Linked DNA regions of Mus musculus: regions 1, 3 and 4 are each linked to region 2. Evidence: chromatin contacts called from public HiChIP or PLAC-seq, Micro-C and promoter capture Hi-C data. All regions are on one chromosome and are shown on one strand. Each heading gives the region's core, a stretch centred on a gene start, on an enhancer-like site or on the middle of the called end of the contact. The rest is flanking DNA. Distances are from core to core; before and after follow the strand shown.

What was found. Promoter capture Hi-C pulls out the DNA fragments that hold promoters and counts their contacts. A called contact is a pair of places that touch in the nucleus more often than the background predicts. HiChIP or PLAC-seq counts read pairs in DNA pulled down with a chosen protein or histone mark.
Region 1: a contact with region 2 is called in an H3K27ac HiChIP or PLAC-seq map of extraembryonic endoderm stem cells, with 5 times the contacts expected there. The contact joins the promoter of Gdpd5 here to the promoter of Wnt11 in region 2. A contact is called at or near these places in 5 of 39 promoter capture datasets (embryonic stem cells, hematopoietic stem and progenitor cells, liver and 1 more), 3 of 484 Hi-C or Micro-C datasets (all in embryonic stem cells) and 7 of 115 datasets of contacts at active chromatin or transcription factors (embryonic stem cells, extraembryonic endoderm stem cells and pancreatic cancer cells).
Region 3: a Micro-C map of embryonic stem cells shows a contact between it and region 2, with 3 times the contacts expected there. The contact joins the promoter of Arrb1 here to the promoter of Wnt11 in region 2. A contact is called at or near these places in 1 of 39 promoter capture datasets (embryonic stem cells), 1 of 484 Hi-C or Micro-C datasets (embryonic stem cells) and 2 of 115 datasets of contacts at active chromatin or transcription factors (bone marrow-derived dendritic cells and pancreatic cancer cells).
Region 4: a contact with region 2 is called in a promoter capture Hi-C map of embryonic stem cells, with 2.4 times the contacts expected there. The contact joins the promoter of Serpinh1 here to the promoter of Wnt11 in region 2. A contact is called at or near these places in 2 of 39 promoter capture datasets (embryonic stem cells and liver), 3 of 484 Hi-C or Micro-C datasets (the N1E-115 cell line and embryonic stem cells), 2 of 115 datasets of contacts at active chromatin or transcription factors (both in embryonic stem cells) and 1 of 9 other capture datasets (liver).

The regions. Positions count from the first base shown.
Region 1 is chr7:99,376,790-99,382,801 of GRCm38.p6, forward strand. It overlaps Gdpd5 (glycerophosphodiester phosphodiesterase domain containing 5), which reads left to right and starts at 4,729. Exons shown (of 18, transcript NM_201352.3): 1 at 4,729-5,419.
Region 2 is chr7:98,834,676-98,840,312 of GRCm38.p6, forward strand. It overlaps Wnt11 (wingless-type MMTV integration site family, member 11), which reads left to right and starts at 4,170. Exons shown (of 5, transcript NM_009519.2): 1 at 4,170-4,515. The coding sequence starts at 4,433. It overlaps Gm33770 (a long non-coding RNA gene), which reads right to left and starts at 1,420. Exons shown (of 3, transcript XR_378356.3): 1 at 1,240-1,420.
Region 3 is chr7:99,533,241-99,538,686 of GRCm38.p6, forward strand. It overlaps Arrb1 (arrestin, beta 1), which reads left to right and starts at 2,246. Exons shown (of 16, transcript NM_177231.2): 1 at 2,246-2,558. The coding sequence starts at 2,539.
Region 4 is chr7:99,351,747-99,357,326 of GRCm38.p6, forward strand. Serpinh1 (serine (or cysteine) peptidase inhibitor, clade H, member 1) reads right to left here and starts at 1,493. Exons shown (of 5, transcript NM_001111044.1): 1 at 1,307-1,493.

The sequences.
Region 1 (6,012 bases), core at 3,479-5,978, 540 kb after region 2:
CCTGTTCTCATTCAGACCCCCACACTAATCCTCCAGTAGGCCATCCCTGCTTACCTCTACTTTGACCTCAGAGAAGGTGAGGCTGACAACAAGGCTCAGAGGCTTATAATGACCCAGTGTCCCAGACCATCCACAGTTCCCCTCTTCCCCAGCTGGGGCCATAATGTCTTCTTGGTGTGTGTCCCCTGCTTCTACAGTCCTGCTTTTACAGATTGTAGCTGCAGGGCCACACGAGACATACGTGGATAGGAAGGTGACAGGCCGGCAGACTGGAGCCCTCAGAGGCCCTGGGATATGTGAAGGTGAAGAAACAGGGGCTGTCTATCCGAGTGAAGCTTCCTCAGGGTGAAGCCCACACTCACCCCTGCCCCACCAAAGCCCACCAGCTCCTCCATCTTCATTCTATCTATTGGGCACTTATATGGGGCTTGCCACCTACTGACATAAGAAAAACTTGATCCCTTGAGATCTCTTGAGTTAAGTTCCCAACTTCCAGATGAGGAAACCGACGTATAGCAAGATCACAGAGCTAACACAGGCACTCAGGGGTCCCTGCTGGGCCACGTGGCTCCAGAGTCTGTGCTCTAACTGCTCCATGAGTCAACCTTAGTTTCTCCATTTTGCCTCAGTCTTGTTCTACAAATGGGTTGACTTCCTTATCTGTCACTCGACTGTTCCCTGCTCATGTTTCTGTGAACAGGGCCCCCTGATTATATTGGATTTATTAAATCCTTAGGTATTGTATGTTACTTTCTAAATTGCTGTGACAAAAAGCAACTTGGACAAGGAAGGAAGGGAGGGAGGAAGGGGTTATTTTGGTTCACAGCGTGAGGCTCAGTTCCTCATGACAGGGAAGTCAAGGACGCGGTATTATGGGTCACATTGCAGTGACAGTCAGGACCAAGAGTACTGAGTGATGATGCTCCGCTTGCTTCCTCCACTTTATTCAGACTGGCACCCCAGCCTATAGGATGGCACTGCCTCCACTTAGGGTGGGACTTCTCACATTAGTAAATCCAGTGTAGGGCCAGAGAGATGGTTCAGCAGTTAAGAGCACTTCCAGAGGTCCTGGGTTCAATTCCCGGAAACCACAGGGTGATTCACCATCATCTATAATGGGATCTGATGCCCTCTTCTGGTATGTTGAAGACAGCAACAGTGTACTCATGTGTATAAAATAAATAATTCTTTAAAGAAAAATCCAGTGTAGAGCCCCCACCACCATGACCACGTGCCCAGAGGTTTGTTCCCTGGGTGATTCCAAATCTGGCCAGTCTGACAATGTCAACCATTCCAGGTATCCAGTGCTCTGATGCTCTCCCTGTGGCAACACTGCTGCACAGCCAGCTAAATGAGCAACCCCTGTGTTCACAGAGAACTTGGCATATGGCTGCATGCAGAGTCCTGGACCAAGGGCTCTGCCTAGAGAGTGTCATTGTCCCAGCCTGGGTATCCAATATGTGGCATATTACTTGGTCTAGCACAGGGTACATAGGGTCATAGAGTGAGAGAATGAAGCACACTATCTCAGTGCAGGGCCAAGGGGTCCTGTCCCATCCCTTGTCCTTAGAAGCTTCTAACTGGGTTGGGAAACTGACTCTCATTGCCCTAATCCCTGGGCATAAATTACAAGAGGGGGGCAAGACTTCCATTGCAACAGAGCCCACAATGCTGCCCACTGAGAGACCTGGAGAGGCTTCCTGGAGAAGCCTTTAGGGATGGGGCATTCCCCTGGTGGAAAGGGACACACGCAAAGACTTTGAACTGGTGGAGATAGAGACCAAGGTGGAAAGGCATCCAGAATCTGCAGGTGCAGTGAGCTCAGCTGAGCCCACCAACTGCTCTAGACAGTGTGCTGCACAAGGATAGGATCACCTCTGCCTGTTAAGTCTTAGTACCCACCCATCCCCACCCCACCCCTGCCACCACCGAGCACGGTGCCTTCCCATCACGCACAGAGTGCAAAGTTATCCAGTGAAGAGAGTTTATACACCAAGGTGGCCTATTTAGAGAAGGAATGCAAAGTGACTGATAACTGTCAGCCTGCAAGCGAGTGTCCATCTAGGACGAGAACACAAAGTGCCCTCTGCACGGACACTGCGGAGCGGCATCTGCAGATCGCTCTGGCTAGATGCACAAGGCTCTCAGGAGCCGTGGGGTGCACAGAAGGCTACTGTCTCCTGTCAGCCTCCAGGCATGGCTTCCAAGCCAGGCCATGCACTGACAGCCTCCCAGACAAAGCCACCACCAATCATCCACTGTCACTCTGTGGCCTCCCTCACCACAAAAGGCCAGATTGCCCCAGATCAGAAAACTCCTTCTCCTCCATAGGGGCAGCCAGAGGGCAAACGTGGGTGTTTTGAGACCTGAGCAGCCGTTCACCACTTGCTGACCTTAAGTGGGCCTCAGGAGTCATCGAGGAAGCTGTGTTCTGAAAAGCTTTTTTCTTTTGGACATTCTGTCCATCTGACCTCCTGAAGAGGCTGTCCTAACAGCCAGACAGCTCTACTCTGAGAACCTCATTCATTCATCTTCTAACGCTGAGGTCTCTCAAGGGCCATGGTGGGTGGGGACATACATCCACAGAGTAGCTCCCAGCCATGAAGGGGGAGGGAAATGAGGCATGAACATTCTTAAAGAATCTTCCATGTAAGCAAATCAGACTAAAGGCTGCCTGGGAGTTCAGGATGGCATCTCAGAGAAGGTGACATTTGTGACTCAATTACTGAGTCTAGGCAAGGCTCTAGGACACAGCAGTCAGGCAAGCTGATGAGCACTGGCTCTCCAACTCTCACCTCAGTCCTGCAGGGGAGCAGGAATAAACTCAAGGTGGGATTCACGACAGTCCAGGAGGACCATAAGGGCAGCCACTCGGAGGAACTGTGTAGGGATGATGTTCATTGTTAGCGAATCTGAGAGAGGTGTGAGGGAGGGGGGGGGGGAGAAGAGGTGGAAAGACAAGGAGCTACAATAGCAGGCTAAGAGTTCAGGGCTCCGTGGGGCTGACAACTGAAGGCTGACGGTTCTTGGCCAAGGGGAAGGTATACGAGATCTTGGCACCCTTACCAAGTGTGATATGGATAGCTTCAATCCTCAGGCAGGCCCTTGCCACTCCCCTAGGCGCTGTGTTTTAAGGACACTTGTTTCCCTACAGAACTCCATCATGTTGACAGTGTGCTGAAAACTTCTCACAGCCCTCTGCTAATGGAATCCAAACTCCAAGCTCCTCCTAGTTTGATCTCATCAGCATCCAGCTGGGCTGTGGGCTCAGGAGGATCTTAAGAGATCTTTGGTCCTTTGGATAAGTCTGAACTCCCTTCTACCTGCCTCGCTGGAATCTCCCACTTTGACTTTTGCTCTACTGCTGCCAGGATTTCTCAGGAGCACGGTCAACTCCTACTAACCTTGCTAGCTTTTTTTGACCTCAGTTTGCCTGTAACCTGCTCAGGGAAGCCTCTGCTAACCAATACGAGGCAGAGATCTCTGGAGGTGTCCTTTGTAAGTGCTGTTGTTTCTGTCAGGAAAGCCATTCCTTTGGTCTTCTAAGCCCATGTGGTTCCTCACTCATTCGACTGTCAAGTTGCAGTGTCTTGAGTTTCTTTAAGGTGGTATTATTATGTCTTGTGAGACAGGCTCACACTGGCTTCCATTCACTGTGTAGTCAAGGATGACCTTGGCATCGCCTTAGGAGGCTAAAGCCATCTTCCAGAGCCAGTCTAGTCCAGGAATGTCACAGAGTTGGTGGATAGAATCCTATACCAGCAACAGCAATCTGGAAAACACCATGCGCCCCCTACAGTCTTGGTCCACAGCAGTGACAAAGGGGTTTCACGCAGAAAATTGATTTGAGGCTTGCAGATGAACCTGGGCTGGGCTGCCTCATCCTAGGGCTCCCCAAGCCAATTAGTGACTTAAGCCCTGCCCACGCGCACTCGCAACACTCATTCATATATCAAACCCTTCACTCCTGTTCGGTGCCTCACACAGGACGCTGGATACTTCAAAGACAGGGAGGGGTGGGGAAGGTGCACAGCCGACAGAAGTCACGATTCGAAGTGAGCTGTCCTCACACACCTCCGCTCATATTTTTGAAACTGATAACGACGTTCCTCCCTGAGCCGCAGAACTCTGGGAAAGGGGAAGTGTGGGAAACAGATCTGCTTTTTATTTTTACAAACTTTTTTGCATCGCTTCCTAAAATCAGAGCCTTGCACTGCTCCCAAATGCTACTCAGTGCAAGGAGCCCTAGCAGCGGGGAGGAGCAAGAGGCTGGCTGTATCACGCTACGCCCCAGGTTCCGCCATCCAGGGACATCCCAGTCCTAACCTCGCCTCCTCCATGCTTCGCCCTTTCCCACTGCTGGCCTCGTGCTCAGTCACAGTCAACCCAGGCCCCCGAGCCCACCATCTTGATCTCCAGGCGGCTGGCTCGCTTGCTACGCGCAGCTTTCATTGTCCTTCTCCAGCGGCACCAGACCACGCTCAGCAGAGTTCCACCCCTCTTCCACTCTCCCATTGGCTCTTGCTGCCCAACTGCGCCGGGGACCGGCCTAGCAGTGTCTCTCACGCCCCGCCTTTGCTCCCGGCCCGGCCAGGGGCGGGGTTTCTGTTGGTCCCACCCTTTAGGGGAGGGGCCAAGCTCGCAGGCGCTCCGGAGCTGTCTCGGCAGGGCTCGGCTCGGCTCGGCTCGGCTCGGCTCGGTTTGCAGCTCGGGTGGGGGTGGGCGGCTAGGGTGACAGCGGCAGTAGCAGAGGCTGCGGCGCGAGGCTGAGCAAGCGGTGAGCGGGGAGCCGGTAAGAGGAGGAAGTGGAGCGGCGGCCCGGAGCTCTGGAGTCCGCTGCCGGCACAGGTCCGCCCAGATTTGCAGAGTGAGCGGCGTCGGGACCTGGGCAGACTTCTTCGCCTTGCTCCGGCCGCTGGCGCTCCGCCTGCCCTGCCCTGCCCTGCCCTGCTTGTCCGAGCCCCGCATTCCGCGCCTGGACTTTCCTAGCCCCGTGGTCTGGAGCTGCTGGGACGTTCGAGCCCCGGCCTTGATCCGGAGTTCCGAGACGGGACGTTCTCGGCCCCATCATACTGACCCATCTCTGCTGGAGTGTCCTCCGCCCCCTGGTCGGCGCAAGGTGGCCCCAGCTCTGGGACTTGAGTGTAGAGGAGCCGGGACGCCCACCGGCCTCCAGCTCCTGGAGAACCAAATCTTCAGCTGCCTTGGACCGAACTGCTCCGGACTTGAAACTGTACTGGCACCGCCCGGGTCCAGCGCACCGTGAGGGGTCCCAAGCAGGCAGAACAGTCGGACCGAACCCCTGGGCGAGTCGAAGCTGCCACCTTTCTCCGCCCTAGGTTAAGGATCTTGGGGTGCTTGCTCCCAGGGGAACACAGGGGCTTCTCCTGCCACAGTCTCCAGCGAGCGGAGGTTGCAGGTGAGAGCCCCGGATGCGCGGCGGGAGCAGTCCCGGGAGCCTTAGAGGCAGGGCCCGGGTCAGCGGAGGGCGTGGAGGGGACACGGGCAGAGAGTGAACTGTTTAGGAGAGGGCGCGCGAAAGATAGTAGAGAGAAGCCCGCACTTATTGAGTGCCCATTGTGTGCAGGTCCGAGCCCCGCCCTTGCACAAGTCGTTCCTTATCCAAAGCTCATAGCAACCCCGAGATAAAAGCTATTGTGTATTGTTATGGGCGCAGACAGTTGGGGAAACTGAGGCGTGGCAGGGTTGAGGTCCTCTGCCTTCCATGTTGAGGATTAGACTGGGGAGAAGGGAGAAGATAAAGAGAGAAAGAGCAAAGAGGGAGGGGAGAAGAAAAGAAGTGGATAGCCTGCATGCACGTGAGAGCTTGGCAGGGTGGGGGCCTCTGGGGCATCGAAATCCAGGCACTGGTCCTGAAGCCGAAGAGGTCCTTCTTACCAGCCACTCTTGGGTCATGGGCATGCCACCTCCCAGGAAAGGTGAACCTGCGTTGAAGGCAGGGCTTCCCTGTTCCAAAAGATCTCTTCCCGGGGTCCGGGCTGGAGGGACAAC
Region 2 (5,637 bases), core at 2,920-5,419:
TGCCTAGAAAGATGGCCCAGTGAAGCTTGTAGGACCACAGCAGAAGCTCAGGGCTCAAGACCTCCCAACTCCTGAAGCATGTAAGGGGCAAACGCATTTAGTAAAGCTGTCCTCCGCATTTAGGTCAGACCCTCTGGCTAGTTCAGGCTCTTTGCTGATCATTACTAGCTTCGGAGGTGGGCCGTCCCTGCGCCCGGCGCGCCGCTGGCACTCAACAGGCATGCTTTCAACACTAACCGTGGCGAGCAAATTCCCTTCCGTACAGCAATAGGGTGCAAAGTGTCCCGGAGCGCCGGGCGGGCGCCGCGGGTCCGAGGCGTCATGGGGACCCCGCCCCGCCCCGCGCGAGCCACCGGGTGGGGATTCGGCGCGCTGACGTGGGCGGATCAAAGCGACGGTCCGCGCCTTATAAAACGCTTGGGCCGGCGGGCGCCGCAGATCGTGCCGGGCGAGGAGAGAGCTCCGGAGATCCGCGGGCGCAGGCCGGAGAGCCGAGCACAACTGACCGCCTTGGCGTCCGCGCCCGAGTTGCCAGGATCCCCGGCTCCCTGCTGAGCTGCGTCTGGAAGAAGCTATCCTCGCCGCTCCCGCCGGCGGGGGACCGCACTCGCAACTCCTGGGGGCGGCCGAGGTTGCAGGGGCAGGCTGGGCGCGCCGGGAGAGCGTCCCAAAGGTGAGCAGTGGCCGTGGCTAATGTTAATCAGGAACCCACTGGGTAGGGAGGGAGGCGACTGAGCCCTAGAGACCCCCTTATTGATAGGACACCCACTCCCGGAGAAGCAAACCAAAGTGGCTTTCGTCGCTCTCCTTTCCTCACCTCTCTCCTCCGCAGCATTTCGAGTAACTCCTCTTGGGGGAACGCAACTTCCCGGACGACCCTGGGACTAGGGGCCTGGTGTGTGTGTGTGTGTGTGTGTGTGTGTGTGTGTGTGTGTGTGTGAAGGATGGGGTGGGTTGTATGGTTCCTTCAGTTCTCCCCCTTCAGGTTCTTCCGTCCTGTCTCCCATCCCAGGACTCGGTCCCCTCCCTCGCAGTCTGCGGGTTGATGAGGTCACGCCCGAGCCATCCCGGGGGTGGGGGGATTTGGATCCCGCGACAGAGGGTGTGTGTGAGGAGGCAAGAGAGGGGGACAAAAGCCGAGAAGTCCCTAGCTCCTGCCAGAGCAGGGGGGGGATAGCTCCGAGAGGTGAGAAGGGCTCCTAGAGGCAGCTGGGAAGGGGGGCGAGTTTGTTTACCGACCTCAGCTCCAGGTTGGGGGCTGGGGATAGGGAGGAGAGTCCTGCCCCCGCCCTGTGACACATCTGGAGCGCTCCGAACATCTGGCTTACATCCACCAGCCCGGTACCTTCCACCCGTGGCACTGAATTGCCTCCGTGTCCCTTACAGTCTTTGGGAACACAGGATTCCGCTCCAGCGGGTGGCAGGAGTTCCGCACTCTCCCTATCCACTTTTCAAACACTGCGTCTCCGCGGTGACCTGGAACAACATAGAAGATCCTGACAGCCTCTCCGCTGAGCTTAAAGTCAGGTCTCACGCAACCTCGCAGGTAACCTTGAAGCTGTCGCTCGGCGTCCCTGTCGCACCCTTTTTGTTTTGAGTGCTGCGCGGCCAGCCTCTTGGAGCAGCCCATTTGGTCATTATAGTCGGTCAATTGCGGACATTGTCCCGGCGCACAGCACCAAAGCTGGAGCCAGCATAGCACACCGGGGGTGGGAGAGGCTCGGCCAATCCTCGCCGGTTAGCCTGAGCGGGAAGGTTATCTAAAGTAAAGTTTCTAAAGCTCTCCAAGGCTCCAAGCCTTAAGATCACCTGTTGGCGGCCCGTGGCTGGGCCACAGTGTCCGTAGTGTCCGACGTTTGCACAGCTCTGGGAGGCTCATTCTTCAGACTGCTGCAAGCTGGGTAGCTTAGACTAAGTGTCCAAGGAGAGGAAGAAAGATTTGCTCTCTCTTTCTCTATAAGCACTGCTTTTTTTTTTTCCCGCGGGCCCACTATGAGACTGTTCCCATTGCAGGCTGGGCGCCCAGTCTGAAGCAAGAGGTTGCGTAGTTAGTTCAGGGATAACGAAAACAAGTCTTAAGGGATAACCAAGGCCAAGAGGGAAGTCACTCTGCGCTTCATCCAAGACGCGAACAGTAGAGCCCGAAGTCCCACTGTGTGAGGCCGGGGCAGATATTTCTTTGAACCCAGGCTTAGCTCCCCCTGGCGGACCGGGGACTTCGAGCGACGAATGCGCTCTGACCCTCTGGGCGCAAGGTGAGGGTGACACAGCGGCTCCCAAGGCTGTCCTGGACCTTCTTAGGTAGGACGAGAATAATATCAGTACCCAGAGACCAAGGTGCCTTTTAAGCAACGCGCCGGGGTGACGGAAGGAGAAGTCTAGGGCCTCTGGAGCTGCTGGGAAGAGCAGGGAATAGCTGGAGGCCTGGGTCCCCGACCGACTGCTGTGCGGTTTGGGCCACCCTTCCTCTCACTGGGAGTCGTATATTGATACCCCGGTGTAAGTCCTTGAGATTCCTTCTGCGACTTAGCGATCCCTTCCCACTTAGAAACTCTGGGTGCCTTCGGGGATCCCACACTTTAAGTGGGAACAAAGAGACAATGACTGGTGTTTTGAGGCCCCCCCCCTCCTCTGCGATCTGATCCTGCAGACATTTTTCTGATTTGGGGGAAGTGTGCAAACTTCCAACAGGGAGGGAAAGATCTGGATACGGAAGAGGTAAGAGGAAGATTCGGACTGCACCAAAAATCCCGTTGAGACCCCAGCTTGGAGTCGTGTTTGTGCCAAGCATTTCAGACTTGGGGGACTCTGTGAAGGGGGGGGGGTAATTCAAGGTTTTCTGCTTGAATTCCTCTGGATTCTGCCAGAAGGCCCCAGAAAACTATGACGTTTCAAACGTGTGTGTGTGTGTGTGTGTGTGTGTGTGTGTGTGTTCAAGCCTGTACATTTGAAACACACAGGCGTGCATAGGCTACACAGGTATGTATAATAATAGCGGATACAGAGAGAAGATCAGACGAAGATCAGAAAGCTGGAGTCCAGGTCTTTGCTTTTTAATAAAAGGGAAAACTTAGGCTGGGGTGGTTGAGGAATTGCCCAAACTCACAGAGCCAGATGAGAACCGCTCTTCCCTGTTCCAGAGACCCCCCCCCCCCCAAGTCTGGCACCTCCTTCCTCAGACTCTGTAGACCCTTTTGGAAGGAATCCCTTTGTCCTTGCTGCTCCAGAGAGGAGAGGGGCTGTGTATGACTCGGGGCGAATGCCAGGTGTTGGTAAATTTGGGAGAAGCCTGGAAGGGAGTTAATGAGGTGAGAATGATGAGAAGGGAGTCAAGCCTCAGAAAGCAGCTCCGCAGGCTGCAAGCGGGCGGGGTGGCGGCTCCTCCGCGGCCCTAGCTCGCCGCCTGGCGGTCCCAGAATCAACCTCTTGCAGGCCTGGAGCTTCCCTGCTCTGCTAGGGAGCTTTGGCGCTGCCTCGTCCGGACCGAGGCACTGAAGTGGCAAGTCTGAAGTAGCTCTTCAGGCGCTGGAGATGCCTCAGTGTGTAAAGAGCACCCACCTCCACCCCATTTTTGCAGTTTCCCCTTCCCTTACTGGAAAGTAGGTGCCCAGAAATAGCACCGTCTTCTGTGTTCTCCCTGCCCTTAGCTTACCCGGCACAGGTAGACAAAATAGCTCAACAGCCCAGCACCAGACGGGTGCTCACTAACTGAACAGCCTAACAACTAACTGAACAGATGTTTCCACATCTCTGGGCCTCGGTTTCCTCATCTGAGATGGATGGAGTGACAATACCCATCACAGGTCTGAGAGGAGTAAAGATGGCTGGCTACACTGGGAGACTGTTCTCTGTAAAAGGAGAATTCTGCTCAGATCACCCCATTCGCAGATGAATAAACTGTAGACTCATTAAAGCTGCAATAACTAATAATCGATATCGTGGATTAGTATAGGAGCCTAAATCATATTCCGGATCAGTTCCTCTCCTTGCGGTCGCTACGTCAGTTGGTTTTCGCGCTGCTGCTGGTGGTGGGGTCTCCTCCTTGCGGTCCTCTCCAGACTCTCTGCTGGGTCTCCCGAGAACCTCCTATCTGCTTCACCCTGTCCTTCCTGGGCCGCTCAACCCTGATCTGCCCTGGGCGACACGCCCTCGGCCGCGCTAGGGTCTCACCTAATCCGAGCCTGACGCCGGCGGGTCTCGGGCGGTTCGGGGAGAGAGCGGACTCCTTCCTCGCTCAGCCTCCCCGGCCCGACCCCTCCTTTGTAATTTGAATAAAACGCCTCCCAGCCCGCGCGCCGCCTTAACCCGCCGCCCTGTTCTCCGTGATTGCAGGCGGCGTGCGCGCAGGAACAGCAGCGGTGGCCTGCAGGCGGCGGAGTTCGGTGCGGCTCCTGCAGGGTGCGACCCCCGGGAGCGCCGGGCGCGCGCGACGATGAGGGCGCGGCCGCAGGTCTGCGAGGCTCTGCTCTTTGCCTTGGCGCTCCACACCGGCGTGTGCTATGGCATCAAGTGGCTGTAAGTAGGACTCCGTTTTCACTCCAATGGGCCATTGGGCGAGAAGCTGGAGAGGTTGGGTGAGCCCACCAAAATCTGCGAGGCTAAGTTGGCTTGGGCGTCGTGGGCGAGCCGTTCTTAGCTCGGCGACTTCTTCTGTGATATGCTGTTCTTACCCTCCGCGGGCTTGCGAAGTGGGTGAGCGGATTTTCTCATCCAGGCCAGGGTTGCTCAAAGGCCAGTGAGGGACTAGGGAAACATCCTCTCCAAGTGGCACAACTCAGAGAGAGTCTGCTCAGTTCAGGACACAGGGTCCAGTTCGGGATCATGGCCTGTCAGCCTCCAGGAGGTCTGCTAAGAGAGTTTTGACCCCTTCCACCTGGGGACCTTGGGGGAAGTGTCACCTTCTGGGGCCTCCGAGTACTCGGTCTGTCAGAAGGATAGTTAGTACCGGCTCCTTGGGATCTGATTGGAGACTCCCTAAAGAGCTGCTGAAGGTCCGAAGCTAAGGGATGTCCTGGAAGGATAAATGGTCGCTGGGGGCAATTTTCCTGGTTTCCTCGTGCAGTGCTAGTTCCTCCTGTGGTGGCTGCCGTAGGCAGTGTGAAAGGAGTGGGATATGGGGAAAGGCAGCCCCTTCCTGAAGGATCTGTCCCTGGGCTGGGAGAGATAAGCCCGGGCTGTAAATAACTTTCCAGGGGTTGTAAGAGTGGAGGCTCCGGGGCTCGGAGGAGGGCAGCCTGGTTGGGTCACCCATGAGGGTTACAGAGATTTTCTAGAGGCTGCCACTTTTGGCTGCACAAGTGAGGAGTTTGGCAGGTAGGAGATATGGAGGACACTCTCAGAGTACAGTGCCCGGAGTGGGAGAGTCAAGAACAGGAATGTGTCTGCCTTGCTCAGGTCATGGTTAGGGAGCCTGCAGATCAAACAAGGGATTGATAGATTATGGGCACTGAAGAGGGTCGGTCCAGGAATTCGCTTTGAAGAAGGAATTACTGCAACACACTGAACCTCTGGAAAACTGGAGGTTCCTGGTCCAGCCTTTTCTGGTGCTGAGTTCTTGATTAAATAATTCGGGAGGGAAATCCCATCTTCTTGTACTTCTGGTTTACAAGAAAGGGGGTCTGTCCTGGGCCAGGCTCC
Region 3 (5,446 bases), core at 996-3,495, 700 kb after region 2:
AAACCAACCAACCAAACAAACAAAAAAACAAAAAACCAAAACAAAACAAAAAAGAAAAACAACAACAAGAACACCAAAAACCCAGCCAAATTCTGTCTATGTTCTGTGTTTGATTCCTGTTGAGGAAAGCTGGGGAAAAGAGAGGCCAAGATCAAGAGGAGGCTATGGGGGGCTGGGGAGATGGCTCAGTGGTTAAGAGCACCAGCTGCTCTTCCAAAGGTCCTGAGTTCAATTCCCAGGAACCACATGGTGGCTCACAGCTATTTCTAGAGAGTGCAGAAGCCCTCTTCGTGCATGCAGGTGTATATGCAGATAGATCACCCATATACATAAAATAAATAAATCTTTAAAAAAAAAAGAGTCTGTGGATTTGGGTGAGCCATTTAATTTCTCTAAGCACCAGTTTGTTCATTCATTTTAGAAAAGGCAACCAAGCATTTAGCTCATAGAGTTGCAAGTGCCAAGTAGCACCAGGCACACCTCCCACCCCTCATGGGTTTACAGGCTAGAAAGGATGCTCTTGACACCTTGAGCCACGTGTTGACACCCGCCAGCTACCAGTCTGTTCAGTGTCCCTCAGTGTTAGAGCCATGCTTTCCAAAGCTGGTCTAGAAAGAACTACGTGGGGGTGGGGGCGACCTGGAGCCATCTGGGGCATCTTTCTGGACTGTTGGTTTGCTGAGAAGTGATCGACAACATTGTTTGTTTTAGTGACATGACCGCAGATACTTACTAAGTAGGATGGCGAATGTGCTTTGAGCATCGGCACTGGGCACTGTCCTGAGTTCATCGGGCTTGGACGAAGCCCCCGTGGAGAGTACAAGACCAGGCCTCTTGATTTTGAGCTCACAAAGTTTGCTTCCTGCTATCAATAGAGAACCCTACTCTGCTCCTTTCAAGAGCCCCCCACAACGGCCTGCAGAAGGGTCAGGTGGCTTCCTGCTCTGCCCTGGTTGGAGGAAGGGAAGATCCCAGAGGCTAAGAAAGGGCAGGTGAAGTTACAGACCTTAATCCACTTCCTCTTAGCTCTTACCATTGCCCAGATGTGGACCACCCTGCCTGTCCATTAGCCTCTACCCACCCCTCCCCAATCTGGACATAATTATAGTCATTATCCTGGGATATTATTACCAATTCTATAAACAGCACACTCTATGTAAACAGCATAGGTAACTGCTTCTGAACATAATTACAGGAGATGTTTCCAGACCCCGCAATTGCATCAGAGTAAATGATAGCTTCCTTTCCTATCGTTAATACTCCGATATTAGGGACCTATCAGTGCCAATTAGTCAAACTCCAGCAGTGAGGGGCTGAGGACCTTACATTCCTCCCACTGCCTCAAGATCCCTTCTAGGAGAAAATGGATTCAAACCCTTTCCTACCCCTTCTTAGCCTCTGAACTCTACCCTCCCACTGCACACCGGCTACTTCTCCAGGGGTAGGAAACGTAAGGAAAGTCAAGGTTTCCAAGGATACCAAGAAAGCTGCAGACAGTAGACTCTGCTGGACACCGCTGTGTGCAGGTGTCTGCCCGCAAGAACAAGCAGATTCCTTCAACAATTGAACAGGACATCTGCTGGTCTTAGGACCCAGCCAATAGACCTGAAATGGGCTGAGTGGTGTCCAGAGTCATTACAGGCACCTAAGCTAGGCCTGGGTGCTATATCAATGATGCTAGATGCTACAGGCCACCAGCTAGTTGGCTCTCGGTCCCTTCTTTATCTCCTGTTCTCACTGCTTCCTCTTTCTGCCTGCCCCTCCCCTTTCCACTCTCATCTGCTCTCCAGCATTGCAGTCCGCTGCCCGCCCCCACCCCTTCTTCCTGTCCCTGTTGTGTCGTTGGGTGGTATCTCTCCAGAAGGGCGGGGGTGGGGAGGGTGGAGCAAAGGGCGAAGGCCTGGCTAGGCTTTTGGAATCTTTCGCTGTCCTCACACAGGGGCGCCTCTGAGGCTGGGCCTTGAAGTCTGCGGATTTTCCGCTTGCTTCTATCCGCAGACACAAAGGCCAGTCCTGGCGTGCGCGGGAGAGAGCGCTCGCACCCACGACTGTGAGCACACATACACAACTGCACAAAGACGTGCTACCTCTACACACACACACACACACACACACACACACACACACTCTCTCTCTCTCTCTCTCTCTCTCTCTCTCTCTCTCCACACCCCACCTCCCGACAGGCTCGCGCGCACAGCCGTGCACACGCACCAGCACTGGCACGCGCTTGCGTGCACGCGCTCCCGTGGACCAGCCGCGGCCGGCCACGCAGCCCTCACTCTCTGGGCGCGCACACGCAGAGCCGCGCACGGAGGCATACACGCGCGCTCACACCCGCACGCTCCACGCCCCTGGCGGCGGCCTGGGCGCTGTGCTGCTCGAGCGACGGGCGGGGACCCGGGCGGGGGCGGCGGCGGCGACAGCGGAGGAGGCGGAGCGGGGTAGCCGGGAGCGGGCTGGCCCGCGCTTCTCCTGGCGGCCGGGGATTTTCCAGCCTGGACGCTGACGCCGCGGACCTCCCTGCGGCCGCCGCGGACCATGGGCGACAAAGGGACACGGTGAGTGCGGGTGGCCGCCCTGTCCCACGCGCGCGTGGGGACGACCTGGGCGAGGGCACGGGCGGAGGTTCCAGTCAGCGTCACCCGGGATCTGGCACTCTGTTGTCCTCCCAAGTCTCTTGTGTGGTTCTCTGGCCAGAACCATGTGTACCGAGGCACCCAGGGTGGGCCACCCCATTGGGTTCACGGCTCCTGGCCGAGACGAGCTCACACACCCAGCCCTGGTCGATAGACTTCAGGACGCTCTGGGGCAGGCTGACACACAACACACAAGCTCATAAACACATGAGCACCCTTCTGCAGGCACACACTGACAGTCGTTGCCACACTTCGCATTTGTGACACGACGACGTCACATACGGTCTCTCACGCACACACCAGTCTGTCAACACATTCTTGCTGTCAGTCCTGTTAGCATACACAGGTCCCACTCGAACACGCACCAGCTCTAACAACACCCTCGTGTTGCTACACACATGCGGGCATACACCGACATACGTAGCCTGGCACTTGGGTGCTGCAAAGCACGGTCTAAGCTAGTACGTGCAGTCTGTCAACCCTCTCTGACGTGACACGATGTGGCCACAGGTCTTAGTGACACATCAAGGCTAACCACACACATGCAAGGCATAAAATGCCTGCAGGGACTGACATCCTCAGAGCAGTGGATACACTCACTTCTGACTCCTCATAGCAGGGCCGGGAACACAGGTCACAGAGTGGAAGGCTCTGAGACCTGGAAGGCAGGTCCCCATTCACATGGCTTTCTTCCCCTCTGTCCTCCAAAGCACATAGCTAGGGGCTCCATGTAGCTGAGGGAGGGTGACGGGAACTGTTTTGTAGAGCTTGCCTTGAGAGGAAAGGTTAGGCCCTCGAAATGGAAACTAGGTCAAAGTAGGAGGGCTAGGGAGGGGCAGGGAAGCTCGTGGGGTCAACCCTTATGACCAGACTGGTTCACCTTCCTGGCCCTTGAGAGTCTCCTTGCCATCTTCTCTGGCCCCTCCTCTAGCCTCCCTGCACCTGCCGTTTACCATTGCTTTCCTTATTACTCTTCTGTTTGTGTCCTTCCCTCTGCCTTTACCTCCTTTCTTCTGATATTAATTTATTTATTAAGCCCCTGTTGTATACTAGGCATAGCCTAGGGCATAAGAGATGATCAGAAAGGAAGCATCCCTGCAGTCACATGTTGGGACCCTTAAACAAAATGACTCATTGCCCACTGACAGCTGAGCCTCAGCAGTGAGTGAAAGCAGCTACAGAGGTTATTCCCATTTCCCAGGAGCAGAAACTGAGGCATAGTGGTAGCTCAGATACCTCATGTTTAGAAACTGCCTCCCACCAGCCTTCCTACTGATGGCCCTTCCTGGAGGTTAATTTTCCTATTCTTGTTTCCCAAAGAGGAACCAAAGGGTGAGAAAGGTCACTTGCCTTGCTGAAGGTCAGGAGGGGGCAGAGGCCAGGGTCCACTGTGTCTGTGGCTCTCCTTGGAGCTGCACTGTGTGCACCCTGGGTGTAAGGACTAGCAAGGGACCCACTTGGTGCAGAGACACAGTTTTGGGAGACTGCAGAGAGCTATGAGGTGTTTGCATTAACCTTGAGGGCCACCGTAACTGGTTGGTCAACACTGTGACCTAGGCCTCAGTCATTGGAGGAAGGATGCTAGGATGCGGCTCTCTTCAGCCACACCTGTCCCCCTCCCCACTTAGAGACCCTCTGGCGCTGCAAGGTCGAGCTTTGCTCCCTGCAGAGCACAGCAGGGAGTCAGCAGCCACTGGATTCTTCTTTGTTCTCCAGTGCTGCTGGTGACCGGGGTGACTCAGCCTTGCTGGGCCTCTCTGTAACTAGGGGAGAAGTGTCACAGCTCCCTGATACCTTGAATTGTCATAGGATGAGGACCTTGTGAGCCTCCAGACACCTGTTGGAGAGTCTGTCTGAGGCCAGAGCTTTGTCCTTGACTCCCCCTGCTGTGCTCCTAACTCAAGGGCAGACCCAGTGTTCCCACCTGTACACTGAAGCAATCAGAACTTTGGGTTTCAATGCTCCCCAAAGCTTACTGAGTTCACTGGACATAGGAGTAGGTAGGAGCTGCCTATGCCAGGAAATACAGACTAGCTACATAACCCCCACCTGTCCATCTTTGCCTCCCCTCCCTGGGCTCCATGAATTCTGCCTTTCTCTTTCTAGATCTATCTGGATATGAAAGGTAAGCTCGAGAAGAGAGTTTCTTCATTGTGTTCCATTAGCCATAAGATTTTTGCTTTGTGAATTGGAAGGGACATTGCAAATACTGACTAAAATACTCTTAGGCTCTGGAGTCATCACCTGTATCCCTGTCGGTTGGAGGAAGTGGTAATAAACATTAATCAAAACTGTCACTGCAGTTCACTTGCAGAAACACCTGGGTTGAGAGGAGTCCCAGGGTGGAGTAGGCGAGCACCAAGGTGGAACCCTAACAGGGATCCCACAGGGAGCATAGGCCATTGGAGAGTGGCTTCTCTGTACCCTGGATAAGGAGTTCCCAGAGCCAAATCCCCAGACTATACATCCCCCAGGTGATTGTGATGCAGGACACAAACGCTGTGGGAGGTGGAGGAGGAATTCGCACCACCACTCTGGGCTGTTTGTGGACCAAAACTGTCCTGGGTTGTCCAAGCCGCTAGGATTGACCTAGAAGCTTGAGGAGGCTGAGAAGTGGAACTGGAGCGCCCAGGGCCTGGAGGTGTGAAGGGGAACACAGGCCAGTCATCCCCAGCCTCTGGAATGTCTGGCTAAGCAACAGGATTTTTCTCCCACTGCCAGGGTCAGCTGGAAGGAGAGGGTGGAGCAATTCAGGGACAAGAACAAGTCCTTCTCTCCGCCAGGTGCATAAGGCAGTGGCCAGGAGACGG
Region 4 (5,580 bases), core at 243-2,742, 510 kb after region 2:
CCTGTAAGGGGAGCAGATGCCAGGAGGCAGGGAGGAGCACCAGGGGGTTTCTCAGACACTTGGTGGGTCTAAAGTACCTTGAAAGGGCCTCAGAGGGAGATCATTGCCTGCCTTTTTCATTCTGAAAGAAAACAGAAGAGTGAAGAAATGGGAACCCCTAGAGACGTGGGGAGCAGAGGCCGGTCGGGCCCAGTCCCCAGTGGGTACCCGGAGTAAGGAGGTGGATGACCTCTTTTGCAGAGGCAGAAACCAGGGCCCAGCTTGGGCCTCTTCGGCTCAAGCAGGTCAGGCTTTCTCCCGGGGGCTCTGCCTTCAGCAAAGCTCCCAGGCCGACCACTGTGGAGTCCTGTTACACAGCAACCCACTACAAAAACACCTCGGCAGGGAATCCTCGGAGAGAGACAAAGGACCAGACGGAAATGGGGGATGGGTACAGAACTATCAGAGAGTAGGGTGTGGCCTCGGCCTTACTTCCAGGCAACCAAAGCCCCCAGTTTTCCAAGGGCCTCCATGCGTGCCCTGGATGCCAAAGGGCCCAGAAGGAAGCACAGGAAGTTGATAGCTAGGCCGTTAGACCATACAGGGAATGGATGCCTTCTTCCTTTCGTCTGGAGGCTCAGGAATGTCCCCCAAGCTGGAGGCAGGATACCTCAAAGCCTCAGAGGAAGTCCTCGCCCTGCAGGAACCAGATGGGTGGACGGAAGGACCAGGGTGACTCAAGTCACCCAGGGCCTGTGGACCCTGACGACACCCCTTTCGGGTGAGGTGAAAGCAGAACTAATTGGTCAAGTCCGGCCACCTTCCACATAGGATACTGATTAAAAAGCGACTGCTCCCCAAAGCAAGGGGGTCCTTAACAGCTAGAGATGAGACACCAAGTCTACACCTCTTGTGCTAGGTTCAGAGGCCCCTACACAGCCTGTGGGGAGGTTGGTCTGGGATCAATCACTGCGGGTCCCTGGGCCTCCACTCCTGAGTTAGGGACTGCAGAGCTGGCCCTTCCCCGTGGACGATGGGACAGTCAGGTCTTTCCCCTCCCCTCTCAGTTGTGCAGAAGGTCACCAGCATTTAGTCCCAGCTCTACGCATTCCCTCTCACCACCTTTAACCTTCCCCGAGCTGAGACTTCTCCGTACTTTACCAGGCAGTCCGCGTACTAGACCGCAGCTCCAGGGAACCCAGGCAAGTGACAGTTCCAAGTCCGATCTTTCACTGCCCACCTGTGTCAGGACCCCAAGCTTTGGAGCGATCCGTTCCCCCTTGGCCAATGCGCAACCCCAAATCGCCCGGCCGCTCCCGCCCCTCACCTGGGCCGGGCTGGGCTGCTCCGGGACCGACAGGGCAATCGCTCCTCAGACAGGCTCTGCTCAGCTCACTGCCCCGGGCCCTGGATCTATATATGGCTGGCCCCACCCCCTCCTGCCTGTCCCAAGAAACTTCTGGAAAGTTGGAAACGCTTCCGGAGGGCGCCGTGGCTCGGAGAGGAGAAAAAAAGCCAAAGACCTCCCCCAAACCACCCTGGCTCCCGCCCCTGTGCCTGCGGGCTCTCTCCCAGCCCCTGGGTCCTACTGCCCCCTCGCCCTACTAGGTAGAGGGGACTCTCCTCCCGCACCAGCTAGACCTTGGGAGCCAGGGCATTCTTGGGATTCCGCGGTCCTGGACGTGGAAAAGCAGGGTTTAGACTCGAGAGTGAACTGAAGGCAGACAGGCTCCAAAGTCCTGCGCTCGGGGACTGGAGTTGTCGTCTTCTCGGGGTTGCCCACACAAGCCTGCTCTGATCACATATCCCTTCTGCCCCACATGACCCTGCTCTGCCCCAGTAGATCCATTGCCTACTGTTATCAAGCTTTAATCAGGGACCCCTGATGCTACTCCTTAGTCAGGGGCCCTCTCCTTTGCCTTAGGAAAAAGTCAGAGGCAGGGGTCCCTCTCCAAACCAGGGTTCACCCTTGAAACATCCCTGGGGAGGAGAGGCCCTGAGAATTCTAGCTGGACCCTCACCCTGGCAACCAAGTCTTGAACTGATTTCAGACAGACACCTAGGTGGTTCCACTGGACATGAAGTAGTATACAGCAGGGAACATCCTGGATGAATTAAATACAGCATTGTGTGACTTTCCTTCTGGGCCAGTACCCTTGGTTGATGTTAAGTCCTAACTGCCCCTTTCTCCGTCTCAAATGGGTCATCCCTGCTATCTCCTTCCCTCCCTCCCTATCTCCATTGCCTCTTGGGGCTCAGGGTCTCACTATCTCAGGCTCTCCCGCCCCACCCCACCTCTTACACTGAGATAGCTTCTTGAGCCCTGAGTTAACTGATAGTATTCTTTACTATTCTAGTGTCATGCACAAATCTGCACAACTGGGCAAAGTCCCTGCCTTCAGGACCTCCTTTGTGAGGGGTGTGTGCAGCTAGTGGGGAATTCAGTAGGTGAGGCCTGTTGTTTTAGGATCCTCCTATCTTCTGATAGTGGAATGACAGACAACAGATGGACATCACTAGAGAGGAGGTGGAGTGAGAGGCTTTTCCCCCTCTTTTCAGTGCACTGGGGCTGGAACCCAGATCCTCAGGAAAACCAGGAAAGAAAGCATCCTGCCACTGAGCCCCAGCCCCAGCCCCAGAGAGACCCTGTATGCATTCACTCACATTCAATCAACAGACTCATAAGTATTTTCTTTCTCCCAGATGCAGAGCCTGTGGAACAGATGTATCCTTGCACTCAGCATCCCAAAAGATGAGTTCTCTGCAGTTATAGAGAACAGTGGGGGAGGGAATGGACCCCCAGCCTTCCCCACTTCGGGCTGAGGGAAATATTAGATCCTAATAGACTTAGACCCCAATCAAAGGATCAGAGAGTATACGGATTTGCAAGTGACTGCCACAGATGATAATATCATTCAGAAGCCCCACAACGTCTTTGAACTTCGTGAAGGAATCTTAGCTTGGTAGGATCTCAGAGTCAAAGGTCTTGAGAAGAAGAAAAAAAAAATCATGGTACCAGGCCTAGCGTCACATGCCTGATGGCCCAGGATGCTGGAGACACTGGGTCAAGGTAAACCTAAGGTAAACGCTTAGGACTTCGTCCCTATCTGCAAACTTAGTATCCTTATGAATGTCCCCCAAAGGCAAGGGCCTGCCTCTCTCTAAGAACAGTGACCTGGCAGCCGCTATTGTTTTGTAGAACAGATCTGATCTTGAGCAAACTTTGTAGGCAAAAGGAGGGCGGTATCCATCTTTGTGGTGGCTGATTCTCCTTCCCGTCCTCCTGCATCCTCTATGTACTGCTTATGTGAATAAATCTTTGCTAGGAAAGGATTCCACCTAGATTCCAGACCCCCTTTCTATTATCATCCTCGTCTTGGCTCTTGGGGTCTTCTGGAATTCAGTTGGTAGGCTGTGAGCTGAAGGAGCAGTGTGCATCCAAGCTGGGGGTGGTGGTGGTGTGGAGGTTTGCTGGGTTATCCACAGGTCTAGTGTAAAAATCCCTTACAGCCCCACCCCCACTTCGCTCTGCTCTCCCATCTGCCAGCATCCAGGCCTCCATTGAAAGCATCCGGGCTAGCACTGGGAGGGGATGCTAAGAGAACTATGACTTTCCTGTTTTGCAGAGGGTAAACTGAGGCTCCCTGTGTTAGACAAATCCAGATCCCTCGTAGGAGTGAAAGAGTAGAGTAGAGACGGAAGCCCTCCATTTGCAGTCAGTGGAGCTGAATCCGGGAGCCGGGTGGGTGTAGGGCTGGGGCCCTCCTGCAGCATCACAGAACCCTTGTGTAGCTCACCTGGCCAGAAGCCTCCTCCATGCCTGTTGGGCTGCTGTGCCTCCTGGGTGTCTAAGCTATCTCACCCAGATTGTTAGTGAAAGTCACTGGGGACTTTGAAAGGGTGGGAGAGGTCTCACCCTCCTCCCTCTGAGTCCCTAACTCCCAGCCCGGGGTCTGGCATAAAAGAAGGTAGCGGGTGGAAGCCTTAGCCGGGCCAACGACGGACACGTGGGAATCGGCTGACTCAATCTCCTTAGAAAAGAAAAGGCCATGGCTCCTTTAAATTTCCAACATCAGCAAAAAAATGTCGAGAGCCTTGGCCACATTATTCTTAGCTCGGAGCCCAGCCCCAGACACTGGAGCCCTTCCCCCACTCTCCAGGCAGCTTGCTCCAGAGAAAGCCTCTTTTGAAGGGAGTGGGAGGAGATTCAAACAGGTCCAGAAACTCTCTGGTGTTTCAGGCCTGGATTCCTTTAGTGTCTGCAGCTCTGCTCCGGCCACCCTGTCCTGCCTAAGGGTAGGAGCCTAGCTTGGCGTTCTCAAGGTCCAGGAGCATGGCAATGGGAACCAGAACTCCCTCCAGTCCGCTCCATCCACACTTGCCAGAAAGGAATACTGAGCCCCAGGGTATTTTGCCTCGGGTCTCACAGCATGGCTGAGCTGGAGCTGAGCTGGAGACCACATCTGAGCCCTTTCCCACCACACCACCCTTTTTCTGACCCTGCCTTAAGCTGAACACAGTTTGGCCAGGGATTGTAGAAATAACTTCTTTGGGCCCCTGTGACTAGATTCAGTCTTCGTGCCATGGACTCATAGGACAGACGCTAGCCTGTCATTTAAGTGTCCATACTGCCCATGGCTTCTGATACTATCTGATTCTTTGGTGAACACGTTTCCATTTTAAGCATCCTGGGATAAGCGGGTGAGAGAGTGAACAGTGCCAGTGAGGCTCACAGCATTCCAGAAAGGAAGACGCAGAACTGGACAAAGGATGGAGAGCATTTGTCCCAGATCCTGGGATGGTCCCCTCGGGCTGTTTCAATATAGAAGAGGAAGTGCAATCCCCTTCTATGGCTTGGAGAAGCCGCCCCCTGCTCCTTGGAGGCAGGGCCTCCAGACAACCACTCTGTGACAGTTGTCCAGAGGCCAAGTGAGCTCTCTGCCCAAGCGTGAGTCAGGAATTCTGCAATCTCTAACCCTCCCAAGAATGCTTGCTAGGGCCTTCCATCTAAGGGGGCTGTGCTGCCCGCTGCCATGAGGGAGAGAGAAGTGGGGGTGGGGGTGGCAATGAAGACCAGGAAGCTCCCTTCCCTTCCTCCCAGAGCAGGCCCCACCCTCAGCCATCTGCAACTACTCAGGAACTCTAGTGCCCTCACCCACACCTCTGCCACAATACCCAAGGGACCCAAGGCCACTGAGTGCCATAGAGACATTTGTGTGTCCACGTAGCCATGCACTATATACAGTATTCAAGGCGTCTGTGTGCGTACATTTATTTACATGTAACTGTCTGGAACATGAGATATGCATGTGTGTGCGTGATGTTGGCAGGCGCACAGGCCGGCACTTCCCCTTATCCCAGCTCTTGCCTCTCATTCAGAGAAAGGTTGGGCCTTCCAGACTCTTAAGATTGGACACAGAGATTAACACGGCCCTGTCACTTCTCTTCCCTTCTCCTCCTTTCTCTCCGGTGGTATACATGCCCGGAATAACAAAGATGATGAGGTTGGCCACAGAACTGCCCTCCTTGTCATAGCATCTCTGATCTTCAGAAAGGAGCTATGACCTGTGCTCACCTCACTTGCCTGCTCTAATGTGTCTG